5 separate regions of the Mus musculus genome follow, and all the other regions are linked to region 2. Evidence: chromatin contacts called from public promoter capture Hi-C data. All regions are on one chromosome and are shown on one strand. The core of a region is the stretch at or near the end of the contact, and the rest is flanking DNA. Distances in the headings are between cores, read along the strand shown.

Region 1 (5,428 bases), core at 1,272-3,771, 990 kb after region 2:
TCCCAAGACAGCCTTGAACACACACATACACAAGTCATGTTTATTTTGGTCTAAAGCAATGGGAAAAAAAGAACAATTCAATAAAACAGTAGATAGAGCCAGGCAGTGATGGTGCATGCCTTTAATCCCAGCACTTGGGAGGCAAAGGCAATCAGATTTCTGAGTTTGAGGCCAGCCTGGTCTACAGAGTGAGTTCCAGGACAGCCAGGGCTACACAGAGAAACTCTGTCTCAAAAATAACAAAAAACAAACAAACAGAAACCAGTAGATAGAAGGAAAAGCACAAAGGCTAAAAAAATTCCTCAATTGCAGAGTAGCTACTTGTCAGTGGGCACCATTCTTTTGGTCAGTGAAACAGACTATCACCACATACCTACCACAGGAGTTCACCAGGCTGAATTGTGCCAGACTAACAACTAATCAAAAACAACACTGCAAATTTGGTGACATAATCATCTACATATGGCTAATTGTCACATTAACCCTCTAACATTGATGCTCAGGTTAATGTAATACAAACCCACAAAGGAACTTCAGGTTTTTCTGTTGCTTAGAAATCAGGTGCTTGATGCACAGCCTATAACTTCAGCACTTGGGAGCTAGAGGAGAAGATATCCTGGAACATGAGATTGTCTTAAAACAAAAACAAAACTCAGGTGCTTGGACTGGAGATACTATATACAGCTCAGAGACAGAACATTTACCACATGTACAAAGCCCTGTGTTCCAACCTACAACTGAAAGAAAGGAGAAAGGGGAAGAGGAGCCTGGCACTGGCACAGTATATACCCAGCACTGAAGGGTCTGCCCTGAGGACGAGGCCAACTTGGGTAATTCATCAGACTGCTCTCAGCCGGGCGTGGTGGCACATGCCTTTAATCCCAGCACTCGGGAGGCAGAGGCAGGCGGATTTCTGAGTTCGAGGCCAGCCTGGTCTACAGAGTGAAGTTCCAGGACAGCCAAGGCTACACAGAGAAACCCTGTCTTGAAAAAAACCAAAAAAAAAAAAAAAACAAACAAACAAAAAACAAAAAAAAAACAAAACAAAACAAAACCTGCCCTCAAGTCTGACAACCTGAGCTCCATCCCCAGGACTGGGCAAAGTTGTCCTCTGACCTACACCAATACAGACACACACGATAAATAAGTGTAATAAGGAAGTTATTTATCAAGCAAACGATTCTACAACAGGAACTCTTTGAAAATCCGTTTTCCTTTTTTCTTTTAGGACAGGGTCTTAAATTTCATATTCCTCTGCCTCCACCTCCCAAGTGGCTGGTATTATAAAATCTCTTACAAGTCGAGAAAAGAAAAAAAAAATATATACATATAGTGATATAAAGTACTAAACATACATACATACATACATCCTCCAAACCTTCCATGGCAAAACAGAGCTACATCCAATCGCTCAAATCATCGATAAAAGCAACTGGGGTGGGGGTGAGCAGGTAGGGCTGGGCGCGGACTATCCAACAGACCTCACACATCAAGCCACTTCCCGTAATTCTCATAGCCTGCCTGCACTCAGCATTTACCTTCCTCATACCGTAATCTGATATCCAGGTCTTAACCACATGTAAAACACAGACAGCTATGCTGAAAAGTTCCTATTACAGTATTAGGACAATTGACACTTTCAGCAGTAGTCGTGGATGCTAGACAACAGCCCTAAAGGCTTTAAAGGGGAGAAAACACACAAGACAAGAAACACAAATTGGTAATAAAATGAGAACCCGATTCTCTGAAAAGAGTAACTCCCTAGGCTTAAGAGTAACTGAGGAACAGGTCGACTCCCTTCCAAAGAAAAGGCTTTACTGCCCAGAATGCTATGGCTGAAACCGGAATTCCCGTGAACTAACGGAAGGGAAACGGGGGAAAACCTCTGGATGCGAGATGACCTGAATTCTCTCGGGAAGAAAACCGAGCAAAGCTTAGAAGCGTATCGAGCCCAGAGTCGAGTTTTGGGCCTGCTGCGCCTCAGGGGCATTTTCTAGCAACCTCCAAATTAATCACCATAGAAAAGGCTTCAGTTGTGAGCGCGATGGATGATTCAAAGGGACTTGGGAGAGGAGGAGCCTTCTCAAGAAAAAAAGAGGGAGTCTCAGGAAAAGAACACCCCAGGGGACAGGGAGGAAGTGGCGGGGAGCCCTCGCGCGGGCACCGCCGGCGCGCAAACAACGACGGCCGTGCCGGGGCACTTACGCGGCCGCCTCTTCCGGAGGCCTTCGGCGCGCGGGCGGCCGGCCGAGGTGGAGCCGCCTAGAGAGCCGGGCCGCTCCCGTCTCACACTCTCCGCCTCCCCGGACCCCGACGGCGCCGCGCTACTCGCCCGGCGCCTCAGCGGGTCCCGCCTCCGCGCTTCCGAGTCCGCAGACTCGCCGACCGCGGCTGAGGTGGCGGCAGCCCTGCCCTGGCGCTCCATAGGCGCGCCAAACCGGCCCGCTCCCATCCGCAACAGCCGCCGCTGCCGCCCGAGCCAGCCCCCCAGCGCCGCCTTGCCGCCTCCGCGCAGCCCGCTGGAGCGCAGGCGCACGCCGGCTGCCGCCTTTTCCGTTGCGCCAACGTGCAGCTAGCCAATCCGAGCTGGCTAGGGGCGGGTTCCAGAGGTCTTGTCCAATAGGCTCCCAGACTCCAGCCGAAGAGACCGCGCCACCATCCAACGACAGGCACTCTGGACGGATGAAGGCGGGGTCAGCGCAGGCTGGGAGCGATCGTGGAGGGGCCCAAAGGATTTGAGTGAGGGGCGCCCTCTCTTGTGCATCCGCGAGAGCGGTGGCCAAGCTGCTCCCCTATTCCCTAGAACTCCAGGGAGTCTACTATCTCTTCTCTGTTCACGAATCACTCCTTCCTCCCGCCCAATAGAGCCCCCGAAGCTACTGAGAAGTGTTAACAGAAGGAAGGACTCTGAGCTGCGACTAACCTTAGCCTTTGTCCCCGGGTCTGGTTCTATAGCTGCAGTAGGAGCCACACTACAGTCCACAAAGTACAAGCACCGTCTCTTCCTTTGTGCTATGACTTCATTCCCAGTACCAGAAGGAATGAAAAGACTGAGGTTTGTCTCCATGACAACTGGCGGGAGGAGGTGGATTCTAAATCCTTCACCTACTCCCCTTCCTGAAGAAGGCAGTATGAAGGCTTGGAAGTTAGGTTGGTTGGGGTTGTTGTTGTTGTTGGGGTTTTTGTTTGTTTGTTTTTCTTTAATGTGTTTGAGCATTTTTCATGCATGTATGTCTGTGACCCTGGTGTGTGCCTGATGGTCGCTGAGGGCAGAAGAAATCGAGGGATTTCCCCATATGGATCCCAGGAATCTAACCCAGACCTCTGCAAGAACAGCAAATGCTCTTAATCACTGAACCATAGCTCCAGACCCCTGGGTTTTTACAGAAGATGGATTTTTTTTTTAAATCGTTTGCCCTTCCCAAGTGCCCTAACCCTTGATATCCCACCCAGATATACCCCTGAAGCATTCCCTCAGTCCCTCAATTTTAAGTGACTGAGGCTTTCTCACAATTTCCTAAGTACCTTTCTTGGGAGGAGATAATGTCCCTTGAATAACAGCCCTCTTACCTTCTAACTTACTCCCTCACTAATAGTTCCGGCCTGAGCTTCTCTTGTGAATGCTGAAAAACACTCCCATACTTGCTCCAAACTAGTACCCCACAGTGTAGAATTAACTCTGGAAACCTTATTTCCTAACTTGAAATTCCAGCTTCCGCAGGAACACACACACACACACACACACACACACACACACACACACTGGATCTAACAAAAATCAGGAATGCCCATAACAGAGTAGGACTGCTCTTCAGAAGACCAGGAATCAATTCCCAGCTTCCACATGGCTCACAACCCTCTGTAACTTCTGGCCATTCCACTCTCTCTTCTGGTCCCCCTAGAGTACCAGGCAGCCACATGCTGAAGTAAGAATGCATGCTGCCAGCCTCTCATGCTGTCTCTGTCCCGTGTGTAGCCATTATACCGACCCAAATCACTGGGCTAGAGCCTGAGGAAAGCTCCTTTTAGGCTTTAAGCTAAAATCTTCAGACATCATTGGAATTCTGAATTATGTGTAAACAATAAAGACAAGATAGATGAGACAAAGTGAGAGCCATCAAAGCCCTACTGCTGAACTTAGCATCCCCCCCCCGCCCCCCACCTCCTAGGGCTGGGCATCCAGCCGGAGTGCATTGGATCTACAAGCCTGAAGTGCTTGCTATCAGAGGAAACTGTGTTCTTGCTCCTGGTGTTATCTGCAGACTGGTTAGCTGACTTTTGCCACCATGCCTGGCAACTGAACACACCTCCCTTCTTGTTGATAAGAACGAGGCCCTCTTAGCTAATCCATCTACATTTGTGGCTGCTGCCCCTGTAATGACAGCCACCACTCCCTGCTCCCGCTCCCACTCCCGCTCCTGTTCCTGCTCCTGCAGCCTCAGCCAAAATCGAAGCCAAGGAAGAATCAAGCCAAGGAAGAATCGGAGGAGTGAATGAATATGGGATTTCAACTAATTACAGAACCTTAACCAATCCAACCAGCTTTATTTGTAAAGTATGGAGATCAAGGCTTAAAGACATTTAGATGATGAGGCGACTTACCTAAAAGCAGATAAATTAAAAAATGACAGAGAACAGGGAGAGGAGGATATAGCTCCAGTAGAGAGTCCTTCAAATAGGGGAAGTCTTAGATTCAGACTCCATCATGGCAAAAAGAGAATAGGCAGGGAAGTTATACTATTCTCTGCCTGCATAATCAAAAGAAGGCAGAGACTGGAGCCAAGCATGGTGGTCCATGCCTGTACCTGCAGCACTCAGAAGGTTCCCAGGTTAAAAGCTACCTTGGGCTATGTAGGAAGACCCTATCCCGAGAAGAAAAGGGACAGCACAGATTGAATTATCAATAGATTTCTGAAAACCCACCCCCAGCTTTTTCAAACCATGCCCAGATTTGTTTCTTAAATATAATTCTCACCCTTCACACCCTTCATATTGTGAACTTGCTGACACTCTATGGTATCAAATTTAATCACAAGTGGGACATTTATAATCAAATCAGAAATGCAAAGTGTTAGCACATACCTCCAATCAACTCCAGAACTATGCAGACAGAGAGACAGGCCGATCTCTGTGAGTTTGAGGCCAGCCTGGGCCATATAGTGAGAACCTGTTTCAAAAAAAAAAAAAAAAAAAAAGCAAAAGAGATAACGATAACATAAGATTCTGTATTAAGTTCAGAGGCTGGGGTCTAGCTTAGCGGTACTTGCCTAATATTCCCGAGGCCCCGAGTTCAATCTTTAGCACTGCAATTACAAAGCTGAACTAAAGGGCTGGGCTTAGTGGTACATACCTGGAATCCTAGCACTTGGGAGGTGAGGGAGGAGGATCAGGAGACCAAGTCAGGCTGTCTTCCTATGTAGTCTGAGGC
Region 2 (5,564 bases), core at 442-2,941:
AAATAACCTACTTTCTTTTCTCTCCATTCTCCATAATTTGCTTAAAGAATAAGCTCCAAAGTAAAAACTAGTTTTGTTAACATGAATGTTTCTGCTTTACAAATACTGGTGATTTTCATCAATGATCTTGACGCTAAATGCAGTTTTAAGAAATATTGTTCAATTTAAATAAAGTTAACAATTTGAAAAGTCATAGAGCAGTGCCGCCTTTGTACCATGGCTACTGAATAGTTATACCCTGTTAGGTAAATGGGCTTTTGTTCTCTCTTCCATCGTGGAGATAGCAATAAAAAAATGTTTCTCTTGAGTTTATGTAATTACGTTGTGCAAAGTTTTCTGGTAGCCTTGTTTGGGATGTAGCTCTTTTAAAATACAACTTTAATGGCAGTGCAGGGGGTGGGGTGGATAAATCTCTCCCTAGGCCAACCAGGACTACATACAGTCCATCTTGAGTGAAGCAAAGGCCCAAACTTCGTGGCTACTTGATCCAAGAAGGGTTAAAAAGGCCCTGTGGTTTTGATCATGATATGCTACATAAAACTAAAGAATATTTGAGTATATTTATTGTGTATGTGTGAGGCTCATGTGGGGGTCAGGACAATTTTATAGGAATTGGTATACCCCAGCACCCTGGCTTCCAGGGGTTGAATGAAGTTCTTCAAGCTTGGTGACAAATTATCCTACCTCCCCTCTCAGTTTTTATGTGTGTGTGTCTTTTGCAGGTATGAGTGAGCATGCGTGTGTTAACCTGGTTTGGTGTGGGGAACCATTTTCAGTTCTTGCTATATTTCAGCAGGATCTCAAACCATGGCTAGTATAGAGCCTGTTTGCTCTGTTCCGGGAGGCCACATTTGAAGGCCTTTAAATACTAAGCTCTATCTGTGGACCCCAAGATATTTTTCCTTTGTATTTCATGTTTGACAGTATGTAGACAATACAGCTTTGTTCTGGGAGGTTGTTGGTTAGAGCTCATGCCTAGTAGCTACAACTGTTCAATACTTTGAGCCAATTAAGTGCAGAAGGAAGTAGCCTGCAAATACTGCTCTCAGAGAACTCTGGAGTGGTGGGAATGCTTTATCAAGACGTCACTTTCATGAGGATGAATGTTAGAACTCAGCTGTGTCTGGTAGGTAGGACACTTACCTGGGTAGTGTTTAATAATCAGGTAGTAATAACAAGATTTTGGGGCTGTGAGAACGCTAATTAGTGAGTGGTGACCAGTGTCAGCATAGGGGTGTTTAGGACAGGGCAAGATTCCTGGTGGGTATCCCTTGTCCACCCCTCTGGATACCCAGGACTCTGCTGTGCACCGATGTGGCCATGGGGTCAGGACTGGAACCTCAACAGTTTTGCTGTGAACTCGATCCTGGTGGGTGAGACCCTAAGTACGCGCCCGCCCACCCTATGGAGGTAGCAGGTCCTGGTCACCAGGGCAAAAGCAAGCCGCTACCCGGTTGAGCATGGTGGCATTCGCCATTTGTCCCAGGCAAACCTTATGTTCGAGGCCAGCCTAATCAGCATCCTGAGTTCCAGGACAGCCTGCGCTACGTAAAGAAACGCTACCAAACATAAAACAAGACAGCAATGAAGCCCTCCAGCCATGTGCCCTGGAAGCAAGATTCGATGACACGATTTCCTGGTGACAGCACTTCCGGTGCGCCTCTATCCGCCACGTCACTTCCGCTGGGCTGTCCTTAAGACCGCCCCTTCCGCTTGGCTGTTGAGCGAGCCTTGCGAGCGCGCCTAACGGAGAACGGGGAGCGCAGCGCGGGTAGGGGGCGGGCGCGCGCTCCCGGAAGCCAGCCGCGAGACCTGGCCCTGCCACCGAGGCTGCTTCCCGGAGACAGTTAGTTCACGTTGGCGGCGGCGGAGGGCGACGAGAGGTTGTCCACAGCGCCACGCTTAGGTCCTTGTGGGCCCGGGAGGGTGGGCAGAAATCGTGGTGGGGCCGGTAAAAAGTGTAGCAGAAACTTGGGCTGATAGTTTTTTAAGTTGTCATTTACTATGTGATAACGCCACTCTAGAATCCCTTGCTAAGAAAAACAAATCTTCCCATTTCGTTGTCGTGCTGCAACGTTTTTGTTTTGGTGCGAGTTTATAAGTGGAAAGTACATAACTTTATAACTTGTAATACAAATCAGGCATGGTTTAATGCTTCGAAAATCCTGCTTATTGGTAGCTTCAACTTTTAGATATGAGGAATTAAACATGTTATGGGATGGCAACATCAAAAACCTAGTACCTAAGGTTTAGAAATGTAAATGGATTCCCGTTGCTCCTTTTTAGTACTTCTGAACTAGGATGTAATTAACCAAAACGCAGAAACACTTGACACCAGTTTTTTGCATGCTAGTTACTTAAGGTCGACTGTAATACCAGTGTCTGGCAGCTCATTAAGATCGAAAAAATATCACATGCCATTGTGGAGATTATGTGCAAAACATCACACCAGTGAAGGCCACTTAGTTTTCTTCTTAAAGATGGACTTTTTGCGTTTAGAATTCAAATGCCATTGCAAATAAAATAGTCTGTTTTGTTTACATAATTGTATGACTTTATAAAGAATCCACACATTTCATTTATGGTAGGGGAGAGTGTCTGGTCTTCCTATGTTGCCCAGACTGGCCTCCAACTTCGTATATCCACACCTTTCTTCCCAAGTAGTTGGGATTAGAGTAACCTACTGAAGTACTGAGCTTAAATTTCAAACTTTTAAGATTTAAACGTCATTGCTTTTAAATTTTACCTACTCTCAAATAATTCAGTAGTTATGATTTTTATTATGTCTGTCTGCTTTGAATAGTTTGAGTAAAACGGATTTTTAGATCCGTTTTTTCAGGAGCTACATGATGTGGAATGTAAACTCACTTGTTTCATGCTTGGGATGGGAGCAGAGAGGCAGGTGGCCGTGGATGTCTAGTGTGGTATGGATAGCCAGGGCGTTTCCCACATGGATAAGAATTTGTACATAGAACCGTACCACACCTAGAAGTAGACACGATGCTGATGTGTGTGTCATTCCTTATCCTCCTCCTCCTCCTTTCATGGCAGACAAAAAAGTTATGTGAATTTATGCTCCTGAGGAAAGTTAAGGGGTAGGCAGTACTGTAAGGGAGGGGTTGAAAATGTGAACATTGGACTTTAGAAAATTAGGCCAGAAACATCGGTAGCAGATTGAACAGAGCCTGATTCTTGGTGAAGTGCCTTTGGTGTCTTTCTGTGAAGTCAACCTAGATCCATAAAGGAAGCATGCTTAGTGTGTACAAGAAGTGTCGGGTCACCGTAAGCAGTGAAACGCCTAAGCTACCATGGGTAGCATGTGGCACAGCAGCTCGGAACAGTATCTGACATCCTTTCCTGGGCTGTACTGGGACTGCTGCAGACAACAAGTCTTTCCCTTTCAGACTAGCTGTGTTACTCTGTTATGATGCCGTCTCGTACCAACCTGGCAACTGGACTCCCCAGCAGTAAAGTCAAATATTCAAGGCTTGCCAGCACAGACGATGGCTACATTGACCTTCAGGTAACATAATCAATCAATTAAAAAAATTGGCTACTATCTGGACCAGCAAGAAACAAGCTGATTTCCAAGCTCTTTTGAGCCCCAGCTTGGAGAGGGGATCTTAGCAGGGCAGTTTCAGATATCTGCAGAGTTTTCCATTTCCAGTTTCAGTTGAAGTGCTAAAGCTACATAGTTATAGATTTTATTTGACTCATCCAGAAAATTCTTTGCTGACATCATGAGATGCAGATACAGATATTCTTTATGGCAAACAAGAATCTAAGCAAGTAAGTTTGTGTCCTCTCCTGACCAGTATTGAGTAGGATTAGCATCTCCTGTCCCTGAGGATAAAACAGCCTAGGTGACGCCTGAGCTAAGGAAGGAGTCCGTTCTTTTAAATATAAACAGATCAATAGTTCTTTGCATTTATGTGAAGAGGGGAGAGTAGCTCTGGGGAGCTTCCAAACCTGTAATGTCAGAGCTGGTAACAAGCTGAGCCTTAGAAGGTTTGCCTCTTACTTCTTTTTAAAATGTTCTTATGTTATTTGTACTAATAGTGGGTTTCATTGTAACATTTTCATAACATGCTTACACTGTATTTCAGCCTTAATCTGTCTCTGAAGCTTAACCTTGAGCTGAATCTACTTATGATGCGGGGCTTTGGGAAAGCTGAAGTGGAAGCTTTAGAGGTGGCTACGCAGTTAAGAGCACATACTGTTCTGCTGTTTTATTTATTTTATTAATTATTTATCATATAAAAATATATAATTATAGACGCTGCATATATAATAAATAGTATTCACAAATACTGTAATGAAATGAATATATTTATGTATTATGCCTATGAGTGTTTTGCTTTCATGTGTACCACGTGTATGCCTGGTGCCCAAGGAGGCCCAAAGAGCACATCAGATCTCCAGGAACCAGAGATTCAGATGTTTATGAGCACCGTGGGTGCTGAGATCGAAACCTGGGTCCTCTGCAAGAGCAAGAAATGTTGTCCACTGGGCCGTCTGCTCTTGCCCCCCCCTCCTCCTTATAAATTAGAAAAAATTTTTTTTTAATTTAAGTGTATTATGTTTTGCCTGCATGTATGTCTGTGTACCCTGTTGTATGCAGTTCCCCAGGAAGCTAGAAGAGGGTCTTGGACCCTCTGACACTGGAGTTACAGATGTTGTGAGTCACCATGTTGGTGCTGGGAACTGAACTCAGGTCATCTGGAAGGCAAGTGCTTTGACCTTAGAGCCATCTCTCTAGCCTACAAGTGTCAGTGTTGCTCAGGACCCAAGTTCGATTCCCAGCAACCATATTACGTGACCTACAAAGCTATAACTCCAGCTTTTGCAGGATCCAATTCCTCTGGCTTGAACAGGCATCTGCCCTCACATGTACATACCCACGCATAATTAAAAATAAAACACAGCTTTTAAAAGGAAGACAGAAAAGAAAGCTAAAATTCTGTTTCTAAACTTCTGACTGACTGTAAGCTAAGTCACCTTCAATCCCAGAAGTCACTTCTTCATGTCTGTATAGTGTGGTGCTCTTAATCCTCCACAGGTTAGTAGCAGCTTCCACGCATGGGCACTTAGTAAATACGTATCACCAGCTAGGCGACAACATCGTTTTAAAGGGATGTCCTTGTTTGTAATGTGGGGTCTGTGGACCAGCCGACGATGCTTCACTCTCGTGAACATCCAGTGCAGTGCTGACGGACATAGTTAAGACACTCGAAGCTTCCACTTTGATGCTCACGTACCCTCCCTGCACTAGAGTACTTTAGGCCTGGTCTTTTCTTAGTGTTCTTCATCATTTGTGTTTTTCTCTCTCTCTTCCAGTTTAAAAAAAGCCCTCCTAAGATCCCTTATAAGGCCATTGCCCTTGCTACCGTGCTGTTTTTGATTGGCACCTTTCTCATAATCATAGGCTCTCTCCTGCTGTCGGGCTACATCAGCAAAGGGGTAAGCTAATGGGCGTGTGACAGTATGCCATGGGTCTTTCAGATATGAGCCAGAACACTATTTTTATGTTCTAGAAGTACAATGGATTCCACTAGAAGAAACAA
Region 3 (5,569 bases), core at 2,414-4,913, 630 kb before region 2:
TAATGCTTAGCATTCAATGCTTAACAGTTCATGCAGGCCAGCTCCACTCCTACACCAGGCCAGGAGAGACCCGGGACTGTGAGGAAATGGCCTGGAAGGATTTATGAGAGGGAGGTCAGCCTTTTCCTCACTAGCTAGAAACTCACAACTATGTGACTTCAGGCAAGCCACGATATTCTCTGGAACTCAGTTTTCTATCTCCAAAATGGACAGGGTGGGGGCAGGACCAAACAAATGATCAAGACCTTACTAAAAGTAAGGATTTTTGACCCTGCTTTTTACACACACCCAGAGAAGAAGTGTAATTATTGACTGTCTGTTTCCCTGGGAGCCAAGTGTTTCTAACATTCTAACCATGCGATCTTTCAGGAGAAATCCCCTGCCCCACAGCCCTGCTGGGAACCTGTGATTGCAAAATCCTTGATGATTTGCATTTCTTTAAAGATATTTATTTTATTTATATGTATATGTGTGCCTAGTGTGTGTATGTGCTCCCTGTGCATACAGGAACCCAAAAAAGGTCAGAAGGAGCCATTGAATCCCATGGACCCAGAGTTATAGTTTTGGGGTATCCTGTGGGTGCTAGAAACCAAACCTAGATATGCTGTGATGGTAAGTGCTCTAAACCACTGAGCAAGCTCTCTAGACCCATGGTGATTCAATTTTCTATTTCTACATAAGTCCCCTCCCCATCTCCACTTTCTCCTTAACCATCTCAACACTAGGGCCAACCATGACCCCATCATGCCTTTCTCCATTCATTCGTCATTTTCCCCAGGTGCCAGGCACACCCAGCACTTACCCATAGCAGGTGGGCCTCCTTGGAGTGACTCCCTCCATGTCAGAAGAAGCCAGCTATGTCTGGGAGCTGCAGCACTAAGAACCCTGGGACCAGCAGAATACAGAAGCAAAGTGTGAATGCTATATTCCTCAACAGTAGATAGATACATTCCCCCAGAGAGTCTACCGCATAACTAAGTCATTTTTTGTTTTGTTTTGTTTTGTTTTGTTTTGTTTTTTTGAGACAGGGTTTCTCTGTATAGCCCTGGCTGTCCTGGAACTCACTTTGTAGACCAGGCTGGCCTCGAACTCAGAAATCCGCCTGCCTCTGCCTCCCGAGGGCTGGGATCAAAGGCGTGCGCCACCATGCCCGGCTTAACTAAGTCTTTCTTTTCATAGCAGCACCAGCTCATTACTATCAGACTCTCTGAGCTTTCTCAGATCACCCCCCAAATAAACTCCCTGCACTTGAGCCCTTAGTTAAAGGTTTCCTGAGGAAAACATCAAGTAGAGAGGAGGCTGAGTAAGAGACTAGTTGCTCAAAGGAGAGACACTCCAGCAGGGTAAGAGTTCCTGCTCCACATCAGGGGAAGGATGTGATAGATATTTGAAAAACACATACTTCGTGGTCCCAGGACTTTGTCATAGGACTTTAGCATCCTCCTGTGGATTACTGTCTATAGGAGGGCAGGTGAAAGATAAGACTAGAGTCTGTGATTGGGCAATGAAAAAGGAAGGCAGGGCTAAGAGTTTGGGGGGTGGGGAGACAGGGGACAGACAGGAAGGACAGAGAAGGATAGAGGAAGAGGATAAACAGGTTCCAGGTGGCTTGAAAGAGCCACAGATAGTTAATAGAATAATATAGGACAATTTGTCCAATCTAGATGGACAGCTTATATCATTATCAACCGAGTTTTGAGTTCTTTGAGTGGGCGTTCTATGAGTTAAGAATTTAGTTATAAATCTGACTGATAAATTACAAACCTCTGGAATTTTTATTTTACTGGGTTACAGGGATTTGTGACAGCTAGCCACAGGAGGTGAGTGGCTGGGAAGATAGAGCAGTTCAGAGGCAGGGAAACAAGGAAGCCGGAAGCTTGTAGCTCCCATTGGGGGAGGGGAGACCGCGGTACTGGAGCATAGCTGGCATTAGCATGGATTGTTTGTTTGTTGGTTTTTAAATATTTTTTAAAAATTTATTTATTATATATGTAAGTACACTGTAGCTGTTTTCAGGCACACCAGAAGAGGGCATCCAATCTCATTATAGATGGTTGTGAGCCAACGTGTGGTTGCTGGGATTTGAACTCAGGACCTTTGGAAGAGCAGTCGGTGCTCTTAACTGCTGAGCCACCTCTCCACCCCCCCACCCCCACCCCCCGCCCCGGATTGATTTTTAATCATTACATGCAACATCCTCCTATGGTAAAACACGTATGTCACCTTTTCCTATGCTCCTGCAGTGCTACAAGAGAAAGGACTGCAACAGAGTTCTTCGGTGTCCCTGAAAAGCTCCCAAGTGCCATACAGTGGCACTTCCTCATCCTACTATGCCCAAGAAGTCAGCTCATAGACAAAAGGAGACTTTCTAAATATTTTAGTGTCTTAAGTGATATGGATTTATCTGAGTAGCTAAGAACGGTTATCTTACGAGGAAATACACTGGGTCCACTGAGAGCAACAGAACACCTTTTGGTTCAGAATACCCAGATGGCTCACCCATCATCTGCTCCAGAGCCCAGTCAACTCGGGACTTTGGTTTCCTTATCATGGGATTGTGGGCAGTACCTTGAGAAGATTCGATGAGAGAATGCTTATGAACCTGGGATCTAGCAGTGACCCTGACTAAGACAACGTCTTTTCCTCCTTGTGGTCTATCTAAACAGGGTACTTATATTTTAATGGGTTCTGGTCCTTCTTATCTGGTGTCTCCAACTGAAATCAGCTACCCATGCTGACTTCAGTGGAGGCAATGGCTTGACCAGGATGAACAGAGCATATTTAATATTGAGAGAAGTCTGAGGCTTTGATTCTTGGGTATGCAACTCTGTCCAAAGCATTGAGGATTTCATGGCTGGGCCACAGGAGCCAGTCTCCATCCCCTTCCCTTTTCCATCTTTTCCTGGTCTTCTACACCTCCCTCTCACCCATCCCTCCCTCCCTGATCAACCAGTGGTGTCGGGTTTCTACCACCAGGGCCAGGACCCAGACCTCCTGGCCGCTTCCCTACAGAGAGCACTGAGCAGACTCCCCTTAACCTGGCTCAGGCCGAGGAATGCTTCTAACCAGGTCTCAGCCAGCCTAGACCGAAACACTTATCTTTGAGACACTGCATAAAGAGGACATCAAATGAAACCACCAGGGACTAGTAATCTCATCAGACCAGTTTGAAAGGTTCCTGGGACTTCTCAGAGATGCCCAAAGATAAGCGCTGACAGGGGGAAAAACTGGAGGCTCTGGTCCCAGGGTCTATATACAAAGAACTGAGGACAATAGCCCAGCATGCTCCCAGTCGTCCTGGTGGGCCTGGGATGGCTGGAATCACCTAGAAGGGAGACTAAGATTCCTGTGAGGTGAGCGTGCTGCTTTACTGAGTACTGCTCTTCCTGCTGGCTTCTTTTCTCAAGCTTGGGAGAAGTTTAGCAAAGAAAGAGGACGGGGAGGAGTGGGGGTGGGGCTGGAGCTGGGAATGCCAGGTCTATGGAAAGAGAGGCCTGAGGCGAGAGGGAGGAAGGGGGATAGAAAACAACAGAATTCTTGGTGGGGAAGGAGGGGCTTCGGGGCAGGAGTGTCTCAAGCTCCTCCTGGATGGAGCTGGAGGAGGGGCAGCCGGGAACCTGGCTTCTTCCCTCTGACATTCAGAGCTGACCCGGGAGGTCACTGGTTCCTACAGTATTCCAAAGACTGAGGACCTAAAAGGGCGCGCCACATCCCACTGGGACAGCTGCCTGGTAAGTATGGCATACTACAGGATACATTAGCACCTGGCTCCAATTCCCAGCAACGTTCTCATCACTTTAACTCCCTACTAAGAGGGGAGCCTTGCCCTAGGAGCCTTAATGGTGGCTCACTGTTCATATCAGTGTTCAGCAGGGAGCCAGGGTGGGAATCTGCAGTAATGTGGGCTATCAGACAGTGACTTCCTGCCCTGCACAGCTAACAGGGCTGGGCAATCAATCCCTCCTGCAAAGGGCTGACACCCAGTGCTGGCTTCTGTTAGAACCTATCTGGGACCAGGATCCCAAATCTTGCGGGTGTCTAGGGCTCCTATCTTCTTCTGAAGGCAACCCTGAGCTTCTCTTAAGAAAGAGACACCAGAAGTGGCAGGACCCTTGTATTATGAAAAGTTAGCCAGATGATGGTTTCTAGGTACAACTAAATCTTCCTTGAGTCCATACTTTTAATCTCAGCAGAGGTTTAGTCTGGATGTGTTCACGGTTAGAACGAAGCTGCTTAACCTGGGGTGGGGGAAGTGGGGGGGGGGGTGTTACAGAGGAAGAGAAAACAACCTTCTCTCGAAAACTCAGAGAAGGAGCACACGGAAGCATGAGGGCGGGGGTCTTGGAAGAGTCAGGCCAGGCATGGAAAAGACAGGGAAGACTCCTGCTGGAAAAGCAAGGACAAGCAGGTGTGTGATGGATCTTGCACCAGAGATGAGGAAAACGCTCGTCTCCACCTGCTCACTGACAGAAACGAGGTGGGGGTGGGGACGAGGGTGAGGGTGGGGATGAGGGTGGGGGTTACTTCCTCCCCGGACACACACACACACTACAGGAACTTTGTGTGCCTTTCGTTCGGGGCTTCCTCTGAAACCATGGGCCCTCTGTAGTCTTTCCCTAGAGACTTGACATGCGGTGGACGCTGATGCTGCAGCTGCTGCAGCTCCTGCTACAACTGCTGATGGCGCAGAGCCAGAGCCTGGAAAGGATCTCCCAGGACCGGATCCCCCTCTTCCGACTCACTCAGCAGGGAGACTGGGACAGCCTCGACCGCCACCCTACCGACTCTCTCTGTGTAGGACTCCCCGCCGCGGGAGTCACCACTCTGAACTTGGCGAACCGCAGCCTGGAGAGCCTGCCTAGCTGCCTGCCGCGCACGCTGCGCAGCCTCGATGGCAGCCACAACCTGCTGCGCGCCCTTAGCGAGCCTGTGCTCGGCCGCCTGCCCGAGCTGCGCGTACTCACGCTGCACCACAACCGCATCTCCGTGCTACACTGGGGCCGTGACACGCTGGCCGAGCTGCGTGAGCTCGACCTCAGTCACAACCTGCTGACCGAGCTGCCGCCCTGCGCGGGGCCCTCGGGGAGCAGCCTGCGCTCGCTGGCGCTGGCCGGGAACCCACTGCGAGCGCTGCTGCCACGGACCTTTGCATGCTTCCCAGCGCTGCGGCTTCTCAACCTCTCCTGCAGCGAGCTGGGCCACATCGCCCAGGAGGCATTCGCGGGGGTGGACGGTGGGCCCCTGGCGGCACTGGAGCTCTTGGATCTGAGCGGCACGAGCCTAGAAAGAGGTGAGAACCGTGTGAGGGCTACACATGTGCCTTTGGGGAGGTTGGAGATTAGGGTTGCGCTCTTCTAGAGGTGGCCCCAGAAACCATCCGCGTGTGCCCAAAGTGCTCCACAATCACAGAACTGCTGATAATCTCCAGATTATATATGAGGAAACCAAGGCAGAGAATGGTGGCGTGACTTTACCAAAGTCTCAAAGGTCTAGCGTGCCTAATGTCCCCAGATCCAAGCCCAAACATTTCACAGGCAGATCTCAACATCTTAGCCACTGCCACTGCGTT
Region 4 (5,062 bases), core at 712-3,211, 890 kb after region 2:
TCAGAAAGTATTCAGCTAAACCACAATGGTCATTGCTATTGCACCAGTGGGCAGGTCTCGACTGACAGATCAGTGTAGTAGCTCTAATCCTGTTCCCAGCAAGACCATTGTTTCAGTTTGCTCCCCTAGTGCTGTGATAAAACACCATGACCAGAACAACTTGGGCAGGAAAGGGTTTATTTGGCTTACATTTACAGGTAATAAATAGGCCATCATTGAGGGGAGTCAGAAAAGAACTCAAAGGAGGGATTAGAAAGAAAGAGTTGGTGCAGAGGCCATGGAAGGGTGCTGCTTACTGGCTTGCGCCCTATGGCTTGCTCATAGCAACCAGGACCACCTGGCCAGGTGTGATACCACCCACAGTGGTTCATGCCCTCTCATGTCAACCAGTAATCTAGAAAATGTTCTGCAGACTCACCTACAAGCAATCTAATGGAAGCATCTTCTCGATTGAGGCTTCTCTTCCCAGATAGCACTAGCTGTGTGGATATGACATAAAGCTCTAGCCAGTACAACCACTGACATATTTTCCAAAGGAGATTCCTGGTGTGTATAGGTTTACAGTCGGTGGCAGGTGATATGCTTACAAGGGGTGGGTCCTCCCACATCAATCATTAATCAAGCATATGCCCCACAGAGGTGCCTTCAGTCCAGCCTGAAGGAGGTAATTCTTCAACTGGGGTAACCTCTCCCCGGACAACTCTAGTTTGTGCGACACTTCTCTTGAATGCAGTAAAAGAAAGCCTGAGATAGTAATCCAAGCCCTTGAGTATCTTCACTCACGTGGCCTGCAGCTCCGTTGTAGTGTGTCCTGAATATTTCTTTCTTTCTTTTTTTTTTTATTTTGCTTTGCTGCTCCCCCCCCCCCCCTTGCTTTGCTTCAACTAAATTTTCTTGCTACTTTTACACATCGGTGAGAGCTTTTATTTCAATTCCTTGAACAAGAGACCAAGAATATGAAAGCTTTGTACCCTAATGTCGGTACTGATCTGCCTTAGCCTATGTGCCAAGGTGACAGAATTAGGTAGGACTTTTAAGCTGGCAACAACACAGCAGGGATCCTGAGAGCAGAGGTAGAAGGGGGGCGGGGGAAGGAGGGGGAGAGGAGGGAAGAGGAGGGCAGGGGAGAGGTGGGGAGGAGAGAAGGGAAATAGCTCACAGGTGTTGGCCTGATTTGGAGAGAGAGGAAGTTGGGTCGAGGGTCTGTGATTAAACATTCTGAGTCCTTCTTACTTCCCCTTTCCTAGGAAATGTATGGTTTACTAAAGCTGGAGGAATGGGCTGGTGGGCATTTTCCATGATGAATTTAAAGTCACAAACTAGTTATGGTTTATAGAAGGATTGGGGGCGGGGGGGGGGGGGGAAATACCTCCCAGGGAAATGGGAAGTTAAGGGAGGGAGGCCTGAGGTGCGGTACCCACACCCTCTGCTAATCCGTTTTAGCAGTGGTAGCTATGAGAACTCCTGCATGCTTTCGCTGACCTGCTAGAATTTAGGCAAGGGCTCAGTGCTCCCAAATCCTGAGTCAGTTTGTCTGTAGTGTAGAATAGGAGCTGGGGGTCGAGAGTAATGAGTAGATGTAATTAAATAAAGGACACACTGTTTCTTAAATATATTTCCTTCCACTGTCTGTACAGGCGCAGCAGGTGGAAGATCTAACTAGGGGTACCTCACCTTTGAGGACTCTTGGGCCGGATGCTACGAGAAGCGAAGCTTTACTTTTTTAACTCTTACGAACGTCCACATACACGGAAAACACTACACAGCGGAGAAGATATGAACCTTATAGCTGGGCATCACGAATCAATCCTCTAGAGCAGCCAGTAGCCCAGCGGAAGGGACGCCGCGCCTGCGCACTTGCCGACAATGAAGCCGCGCGCCCTCAGTGAGGAGGCGGGACTTGCCCGGGCATCCGGGTCCCACACCCCGCCCCCGCGGCATGAATGAGAGGCGCGGCGCCGCCCCTCCCCCGCCGGGCCCGCCCCTCGCCGGGGCCGCAGCTAAGCAGTCGCTACCGCCAGCTCAGCGGCTCGGACTCACGGACGCGGCTCTAGCAGTTCACCGCAAGAAGCTGACTCCGGGCGCCGCCGCCCGCACGCCCGCTGCCCGTCGCCCGGGTGAGTGAGGGGAGGGCTGGGCCTGAGCGCCGCGCGGCTGAGGCTGAAGCGCAGGCTCCGCAGGTCCGGCTCTGGGATGCTGAGGGCAGCGCGCCGGCCTCGCACCCCCTCCGAGACCGGGGTCCGTGGGTTAGTCCCCACATACAGGCACAAAGGGCGGCGCGGGCTGTCACCCGGAGGTCACCTCGGGCTGGGCCCGGGCGGGGGAGGCGGGATGGGCGGAGGATGGAGGAGCCGCTGCCTCTGCGTCGGTGGTGGGGACCGACGCTGGTCTCGGGGGGTGCGGTGTGGCAGTGGTTTTCTGGTCCCGAGCCACTCCTTCTTTTGTGGTGCTTGTCTCGTGCCTGGTTGTCACACCGTGCAAGGCACACTGAGACCTCTCTGGTTGGCTTATTTATTAATGAAAGTCATATGGCGGCCTCATCATTTGTGGGTGGGGGGCGTGCGTGCACCCACAGGCCAGAGAATTAGTGACCCTGCTTTGTTTCCGGAGACCTTAGTGGTGTGTGTCCTGTGAAATGAGACCGTCTGAGATCGTCGTAAAGGGCAGAAGGAAAAGAGGTGTAAAGATAACTTCATCTTTACCCCTTCGTCTCTGGTGTTATTTCAGATAACAGGTCTTTTGGTGTTTCGTTGTTTCTCATTGTAAAACCAGTGGGTCTGTTCATTGAAAGTGTGAGTCTGCATTCTTATGTCTCTGTATATTTAGAACACTTTCTTTTACGATTAATGGTGATCTATTTACGTAGCGGCGGTACGCCGGCATCCTGAACATTGTTTTCTGGGCTTAGTTCATGATAATAGGTCTTTGTGCTTGTGTACCTATCTATAGGAATACTCCCAATATATCTAGGGCACTGCTTTCCCCACTCTTCCATACAGACAGATTATGTTTCTTGCCTTTCTGCTCTAATAAGAGGTGGTCTAGCAGGTTCTTTCCACCTTCTTGTCAGTCCGGTCGTCGCCCTCCCCGCCCCCGCCCCGCACCCCTTAATGCTTTGGCAAAGGATATTACCTAAATATTACCGTGGTATGCACCCTAGCTTTGATCTGAATTTTTGTGTGTTTGGTTGTGCAGCCTAGCTGAACAGATCATCTTACATGACTTATCAGAAAGCACCCCTTTTTTCCTCCATTGTTTGTCTTCATTCCCCCTCGCCCCTGCTCCTGGTTCCCCCCTTCTCCGTCCCCAAAGAGGCTAGGAAGCGCTGCTGGGTTCCATAGGCTTTAACTTGATAGGGTGTGTTCACTTAGACAGTTAAAAAGAGGTATTTAAGATAGGCAGGTGTGGCCGAAAATGCCTTCTCTGGACTTGGGAGGAAGAGGCAGTAGGATCTCTGTGGTTTCAAGGCCAGTCTGATTTACATAGTAATTTCCAGGCCATAACACAGAATGAGACCTTGTCTCAATAAACAACAAACTTTTCCTTGTTATCTTGTTTTAAGCAAGATTATTTGAATTTTAGAAGATAGTTATTACTCTAGTTGGATAATGATATTTTTGTTTCTTTTTTACCCTTCTAATTTTGTAGAGTGAAAAAGCACATTTTTGAAATATTTTTGTTATGATCTTTTGATTCAAAATAGTGGAGGTAAAAAAAATGCAGTTTATATATGAATAATTGAGTGGGTTCAGTTTTCTTTAAGATTCTCTTCAAGATTACTTATTTTTGAGTCACATATATTTTCATCCCTGGTAAAATTTCAGTACAAAATGACATGTAAACCTCCACAACATCTGTTTATGTATAGACTCTGCCTGAAACATTTGCTTTTAATTTGAAGGAAAGTTTCCACTGGTTGGATGACAATCCATTATTCTTAATGAAATTCTTGCTTTATGCATCTTTCTTTCGTGAACTGTGGGTCACAATCCAATATGGGATTGCATAACTGTGGGAGTCACAAACATTAGCAATCAAAAGTTTCTGAATGTTAAGTGATCAGAAATTAATTCAAGGGACCAAACACGAAGTACTTGCTTAGCATGCACAACACCCTGGATTTGATCCCTTGGACGGAATTAACTAGATTTGCTGGCCCATACCTGTAATCCATCTCCCTTTGGGAGATTGACTATATAGTGAATTTGAGGCCAGTCTGGGATACAAGAGATCCTGACGAGACCCTGCTAAAATAATAATAATTCGCAACCAAACACGTAATAGATCTTCGATGTGTTGGTATCACACAGGACTTCCCTGCAGCCTTGCTTTGGTAGGCCTGGTACCTCACATGCTGTTGTAGTACACTCTGCCAGGGAATGTGGCCTGAATAGCCTCAGGTCAGACTCTAGGCTATTGTCCCTTACAATCACCGTGGTTTTGTTTGTTTTGTTTGTTTGTTTGTTTCTGTTTTTTTTCTGAACATAGAAAGTTTTATGAACCTACAGAAACATTAAAAGCTGGGTGTATGGTGATCGCCTTTAACCTCAGCACTCAGGAGGGAGAAGCAAGGTGGACCTCTTTGAATTCCAGGGCAGCTAGGACTACATAATACAGATCAGTCTCAAGCAAACAAAAGACATAATGGTTTAATAAAAGAAAAACAGGCTTACTATTTTCCCACTGTCATTCCTCTCAGCATGTAAGTATAACATTACTGTACCTGGGACTGAAGAGGTTGCTCAGTGATGAGTACATCTGCTCTGGCAAGTAAGTTTACATACCCACACAGGCTGCTGGCTCACACCTTTAATCCCAGCAAAGACCAGCCTGGTCTACAGAGTGAGTTCCAGGACAGCCAAGGCTACACAGAGAAACCTTGTCTTCAAAAACTAATCAAAACCAAAACAAGAACAAAACTTTAAAGAAAGAGCAAAATACGGAATGTATTGTGTTTAAATATTTATCTTTTGGCTTTGTTTTTGTTTTTTTTGAGACCCATCTCACTGCATAGACCTCACAGTGATCTGTATGCTTGCCTCTACCAACCAAGTGGTGGGAT
Region 5 (5,387 bases), core at 2,273-4,772, 600 kb before region 2:
ACGCTCCCTTAAACCTTATCAAGCAGTCCCATGTGGATGCTAAAGGCAAGTCCTTACACAAAGTACCAGATCACACTCATGCTGAGAACATCCTTCCAGAAAATGCTAAGGCGAGGCTACAACGGGAGTTACAGACAGCGTGGGATTTGAAAGGGAGAAAAAAGCAAATATATTCAAAACTTACCAAATCCGTTAGCCCGGCTAAAGCAAAAACACCTAGTGCAACATTAAAGTCTTCTTCAAGAATCAGGTAGCCCAACACGGGGGCCAGGCCAATTCTTGTCATTGACAACAAATTTGGGATTGTCCATGGATTTTCATACTGAAAGACAAAGACAGCACGATTTGAATAAAATGCTATAAATTCATACTTTTAAATATATACCTTATTAACTGACGGGTAAGAAGATAAACTTTAATTCTTGTAAGCACGTATATATAAATATATTCATAGAGAAATTTTAAATGTAAAAGATGAGCATGCCTTATTTACCATATAATCTAGCTTCTAATGACTTCATTAAAGCAAAAGATTTGAAAGATCTTCTAAGTAGCCAAACAGACTAGAATTTTGTCAGAAAACCAAAACAAAACAAAAAGCAAATTATCAAATCCAGGTACTCTCGTCAAAAGCTGCTAAATCCAAGACAGAGATAGATGGAAACGGAGAGTTCTATAAATCTGTCAAAAGCAGCAATGGAGATGTTCAGACTCCTTCTTCTCCCTCAAGTAAAAGCCTGAGGCAGTCTGGGATTTCTGGTTCCTTGAAACTTCCTATGGAGCAAAGCTGTTAGACACGGGCACTACCAGAAGGGCTCCCGGCAACGGCACTGAAAGACATTGCCAAAGAGAAAACTCATGAGCGCATGCCAACTTCTAAGCTAGCAAAGCTGCAACACCCTGTGCCACATGGTACACAAACAACAAGAAAATATCTTTCCCTGGAGCCTGAACTGTTTTCTCCATTAGTCAAGATTCCACCCCCTTGAATGCTATCTTCGAAGAAGCATTTTAGCATCCCTTTTAATCAGTAAGTCAGTAACCAACTTGCTAAACCTTAACCTTTTTAGGAAAAAAAAAAAAAGCAGGCTGGTGAGCTCACTGGGTATGGGTTCTTAGGGCCACGCTGACAACCTCAGTTCCCAGAACACACGTGGAGAGTGAAAAGACAATCCAGGGAAGCCGAGATCATGATGTGTATCAGTAGCAAGTATGTTTGCATGAACCAAAAGGGAAAAGTGGCAGCGCTCACTTCTCAAGATCATCTTTAAACAGCTCATGACCCACCTACCTCATAAGAAAAGGCATTGATACTAAGAACCCGACAGAAAGCGTGTCGGTGTAGAGGAATAATATGGTGGTTGTTGGAGGCAGGTGGAGAATACTGTCACTGAAAATTATAGAACTTCAAATTCTATAGGGACAATGGCCAAATCAGAAGCAATACAACCCTCTAAGCTGGAATCTTCTATTCAAGTAGGACTACGCTATATAGTTGTATGAAAACAAGCTCATTTCACCCAGGTTCAAAGATTAGAAATGTTCCTGAAATTTAGAAAAAGTATCAAGCTGCTGAGACAGCTCGAGATTTGCCCTGACCTTTGTATGTGTAATGAAAAGAGTAAGGCTATTGACCACACTGTGGAACAAAGTCAAATACTGACCCAATATTACAGCAACTCACAAAAGCTGGGAAGAGAGAAAGGTAGCTAGCTCAGGGCTGTGCTAGAAAGCAAAAGCCATCAGACTATGGCGGCACACGCCTTTAACTTGGGCACTCAAGAGGCAGAGGCAGAGGCAGGTGGATCTCAGAGGACAGCCTGGTCTACAGATTAAGTTCCAGGACAGCCAGAACTACACACAGAAACCCTATCTCAAAACTAAAACAAGCAAGCAAAAGCTGAGAATGAAGAGCTCCAAAGTTAGTCTAACACACTGAAAGAGCATGACTAAATAGAAAGCTGCACCCAGCCTCCTCACTTCCCTTGGTAAAGACACAACACAACTACAGCTGGCTACCAGGCCAGTAAGTGAGCCTGTGCCCCACAAAAAAATGTTCACCGGCTGGCATGGTGGTGGTGCAGGCCTTTGACCTCAGCACTCGGGAGGCTGCGGCAGGTGAATCTCATGAGTTCGAGGCCAGCGGATCAAGTTCCAGGACAGCCAGGGCTGTTACACAGAGAAGAGCTGTCTCGAAAAACAAAACCCTACAAAAAGCTCATTAATATCTAGTTATTACATTTGGACATTTGTGAAAGTCGACAAAGCTTAATCTCAAATTACCCAACCAGATAACCTGTGGCATACTCGGCCAACTGTGCTGGGAAGGGCTTCAGCCAGGTTGAGGGCAACTTCAAAGCATCCGGCGGCGTTCAATCTCCAAGAGTTTTAAAGCTAGGCCTGAAGCTGTGACCCCTGCCGGGGTGTGGCCACCTCAGCCCATGCTGTGTAACTGAGGAGAGCAGGGCAGTACAGTGGCCGCTGAAGACCTAACAATTGAAGATGTAATAATTGCATGGACTTGCTAACATGACATCAAAAGCTGGGCCACACTCATGCTCTGGTGTCACCTGCTTGGGAAGTTATCTTACCAGGCAAGGTGAACAAATCCTTCTGTTACGTCAAGAATAGTCTGAAGCTTTCTATAATACAAAGTTGAAAGATCTTTTCATTACAACCTAAGCCAGATAATTATCCTCCGTGATACTGCTAAAGACCAAAGGATGATGTAATCTGCACAAACGGACAGAAGGGCCGTTCTTATGGTTCCGCCGAACTTAACCCTGAAGATTCACTTCAAAAAATTAAAAACAGATTAACTAGACGAGCGATGGTTGTTTTTACCTATGCAACGTGTAGACACACCTCCCAGCAACGGGTGTGCACACAAGGGGATTACAGTGGGTTTCAACTTGGCCAGAGACTGTACCCGGCGGGGGACCCCTGAAGTTCACCAAGATCGAACGCCCTGGCTGCCCGTAACTTCCCAGAACACCGGGTGAGTGTCGCGACAGAGCGCCGAGCCCGTCACCTGCGTCCCGCCGACCCTCCCTCGCACGTACCGAGCTGGCGGCGCTCGCCGGGACCCATCGGGCGCTGGGGGCCTGCGCGGCGGCACCTCCTCCTCCGGCGGCGGGCTCCGGGGCTGCCTTCCCCGCGCCCGAGCAGTGGGTCCGCGGGCCGGCGCCGGGCAGCCGCAAGGCGAACGCGGCCGGCCGCAGCCGCCAGCGCTCAGCCAGGCAGCCGAGGCAGCAGGCCGCGGGCGGCAGCAGGGCCCTGCGGGAGCCGCCCCTGCCGAGCCGCGCCCCCGGAGGCCGGAGGGCCACGCGAAGAGGGCCCCACGCGCCGCGCGCCACGCGCCAAGCCAACATGGCCGTGTGGCCTCCACGGAGTCCAAGAGTCGAGAACTCAGACGCCCCTGGCACCGGCTGCCAGCTTCTCTAGAGAAGTCGAGCGGTGCCGAGGCCGTATGGACAGCTCCATACTAATTTCTACACTCTGGCACTTTCCGCTTATACAGGTGGCCTGAACCGCCAAGGGAGTCAGCTTTCACGACGTTTTCACGACACCCAGCCGCTCTGCTCACCGGCGCCCCCGCGCGGCAGCGGCGAGCACGAACAGCTAAGGCCCGCAGGTTAGGAAGACCTGACTAGTGAGTAGAGCCGCTAGTGCCTGCAGGCTAAGAAGAATGACAGGTAGGGAAGACCAAGAGCGAGTGCCACGTGGCCACAGGAAGCCACTTATATCAGGCCTGCCTGATGCCAAGTGGCCCGCTGGTGTGCATGGCTCTGTATTATCACTGGAGATGTAAAGCATTAGTGTTGGCATCAAAGTAGTTAAGTACCTACTCTGCTTCCTTAGCACTAAATGCATATGAATAGAGCAAAGGGAAATGTCAATAATAGCAATCACTAATTGTTTACTTGGGAAGTGCTTACTGTATGCGTTATAGTGTCATTATTTATCCTCTCAACAACTCTAACATGCCTTCTGTATTTGCCTTTACTTTTACAGGTACAGAAGCCCGTGGACAGGAGAAACCTGCTTATTCTAAGTCTGAATTAGAAACAAATCAGTTCACTGTTATAACCTTACCTAACCTACCATTTTGTTATAGATTTGAGCTTGAACCCAGGGCCTTGAATCCAGGTCGGGCAAGAACCAAACCAGTGAAAGGTCACCACGTGGTGATGTCTTGCAGTCTTTCCACTGTTCTTCAGCCCAGTCTGTGATGGCACACACTCACCTGGAAGTTGTTCGTAAAGCCCACATCACATTTGACGATTGTAGTCTTTTTTTTTTTTTTTTCCAAGACAGGGTTTCTTTGTGTAGCTCTGGCTGTCCTGGAACTCACTCTGTAGACCAGGCTGGCCTCGAACTCAGAAATCCGCCTGCCTCTGCCTCCCGAATGCTGGGATTAAAGGCGTGCACCACCACGCCCGGCTAAGGATTGTAGTCTTAAGGAGCTTTTTATCAAGATCATCTTTATTTTGTTTTGGTTTTTGCGAGAGGCCTAGACTTTTCTTTTTAATTAAAAAAGGAAGAAAGAAAAATGAAGAAAAGGAAAGAAGAGGAAAAGAGAAGAAAAATCTAAGCAGTGGTATGAAACAAAGAGAAAAAGAAGTAAAAAGATAAATCCAGGTGGCCGTGGTGCATGCCTTTAATCCCAGCACTTGGGAGGCAGAGGCTGATAGATATCTGTAAATTCCAGGTCAGCAAGGGCTACACAGAGAAAATCTGTCTCGAAAACAAAAACAAAGTCAGTTTCTGTTCATAATTAGAGTTACATCCCCTTGTATATAGTCTTAGCCTTAGTCATCCCCTTGTATACAGTGGTCTGATCGGCCCATTTTGGGATGGATGGGTCAACTGATGGAGCTGCTTGCAGCTAATCTAACCAGCTGACTTTGATCATATTTATATCAGCTACCACTTGGTTCCTTCAAGTCAGGGTTTAATATTTCTATGGTATTCTATGGCATATTATCCCTCATTTCATTTTCATTTTGCATTTACTATCAGTTAAATATTCGTTGTAAAATACTAGGATTTGCTTTATTTTGGTTACTCAGCGCACACTGCTTTTTGTATGTGTGTAGGTGTGGGGGCAGAGGCTGATGCTGAATGGCTTCATCAGTTCAGGCTGGCCAGGGAGCTTCAGGAAACTGCCTCTCCTCCCTCCACCCAGCGTTAGGGTTACAAATGAAGCATCCTTGGCTTTTTACATGAGGATCTTACTCAGACTTAACCAACTGAGCCATCTCCCCAACTCAGTTTTTGGGTATTTTGGTTTTTTTAGTTATTCATCTCCTGGTTTCCTGGAAGTTAAGTAACTAATTTCTTTTTTTTTTTTTTTTTTTTTTTTTTGGTTTTGGTTTTTGGTTTTT

The links. Promoter capture Hi-C pulls out the DNA fragments that hold promoters and counts their contacts.
Region 1: a contact with region 2 is called in a promoter capture Hi-C map of embryonic stem cells, with 3 times the contacts expected there. The contact joins the promoter of Pank2 here to the promoter of Tmem230 in region 2. A contact is called at or near these places in 6 of 39 promoter capture datasets (the C10 cell line, cranial neural crest, embryonic stem cells and 3 more) and 1 of 484 Hi-C or Micro-C datasets (B cells).
Region 3: a promoter capture Hi-C map of pre-B cells shows a contact between it and region 2, with 2.5 times the contacts expected there. The contact joins the promoter of Lrrn4 here to the promoter of Tmem230 in region 2. A contact is called at or near these places in 5 of 39 promoter capture datasets (the HPC-7 cell line, liver, neutrophils and 2 more).
Region 4: a promoter capture Hi-C map of pre-B cells shows a contact between it and region 2, with 7 times the contacts expected there. The contact joins the promoter of Rnf24 here to the promoter of Tmem230 in region 2. A contact is called at or near these places in 5 of 39 promoter capture datasets (the SN4741 cell line, cranial neural crest, liver and 2 more) and 1 of 115 datasets of contacts at active chromatin or transcription factors (extraembryonic endoderm stem cells).
Region 5: a promoter capture Hi-C map of pre-B cells shows a contact between it and region 2, with 3 times the contacts expected there. The contact joins the promoter of Crls1 here to the promoter of Tmem230 in region 2. A contact is called at or near these places in 20 of 39 promoter capture datasets (the 3T3-L1 cell line, 3T3-L1-derived adipocytes, the C10 cell line and 13 more), 2 of 484 Hi-C or Micro-C datasets (CD4 T cells and pre-B cells), 3 of 115 datasets of contacts at active chromatin or transcription factors (the SCID.adh cell line, memory CD8 T cells and regulatory T cells) and 1 of 9 other capture datasets (liver).

What each region holds. Positions count from the first base shown.
Region 1 is chr2:131,259,593-131,265,020 of GRCm38.p6, reverse strand. Pank2 (pantothenate kinase 2) reads right to left here and starts at 2,521. Exons shown (of 7, transcript NM_153501.2): 1 at 2,206-2,521. The coding sequence starts at 2,452.
Region 2 is chr2:132,243,915-132,249,478 of GRCm38.p6, reverse strand. It overlaps Tmem230 (transmembrane protein 230), which reads left to right and starts at 1,691. Exons shown (of 4, transcript NM_027478.3): 1 at 1,691-1,906; 2 at 3,405-3,523; 3 at 5,338-5,460. The coding sequence starts at 3,425. Pcna (proliferating cell nuclear antigen) reads left to right here. Exons shown (of 6, transcript NM_011045.2): 6 at 1-193.
Region 3 is chr2:132,878,956-132,884,524 of GRCm38.p6, reverse strand. It overlaps Lrrn4 (leucine rich repeat neuronal 4), which reads left to right and starts at 3,663. Exons shown (of 5, transcript NM_177303.4): 1 at 3,663-3,731; 2 at 4,610-5,290. The coding sequence starts at 4,630.
Region 4 is chr2:131,349,791-131,354,852 of GRCm38.p6, reverse strand. Rnf24 (ring finger protein 24) reads left to right here and starts at 1,961. Exons shown (of 6, transcript NM_178607.4): 1 at 1,961-2,117. Gm30590 (a long non-coding RNA gene) reads right to left here and starts at 2,021. Exons shown (of 2, transcript XR_374984.2): 1 at 1,675-2,021.
Region 5 is chr2:132,844,801-132,850,187 of GRCm38.p6, reverse strand. Crls1 (cardiolipin synthase 1) reads right to left here and starts at 3,522. Exons shown (of 7, transcript NM_001024385.1): 1 at 3,063-3,522; 2 at 185-322. The coding sequence starts at 3,371.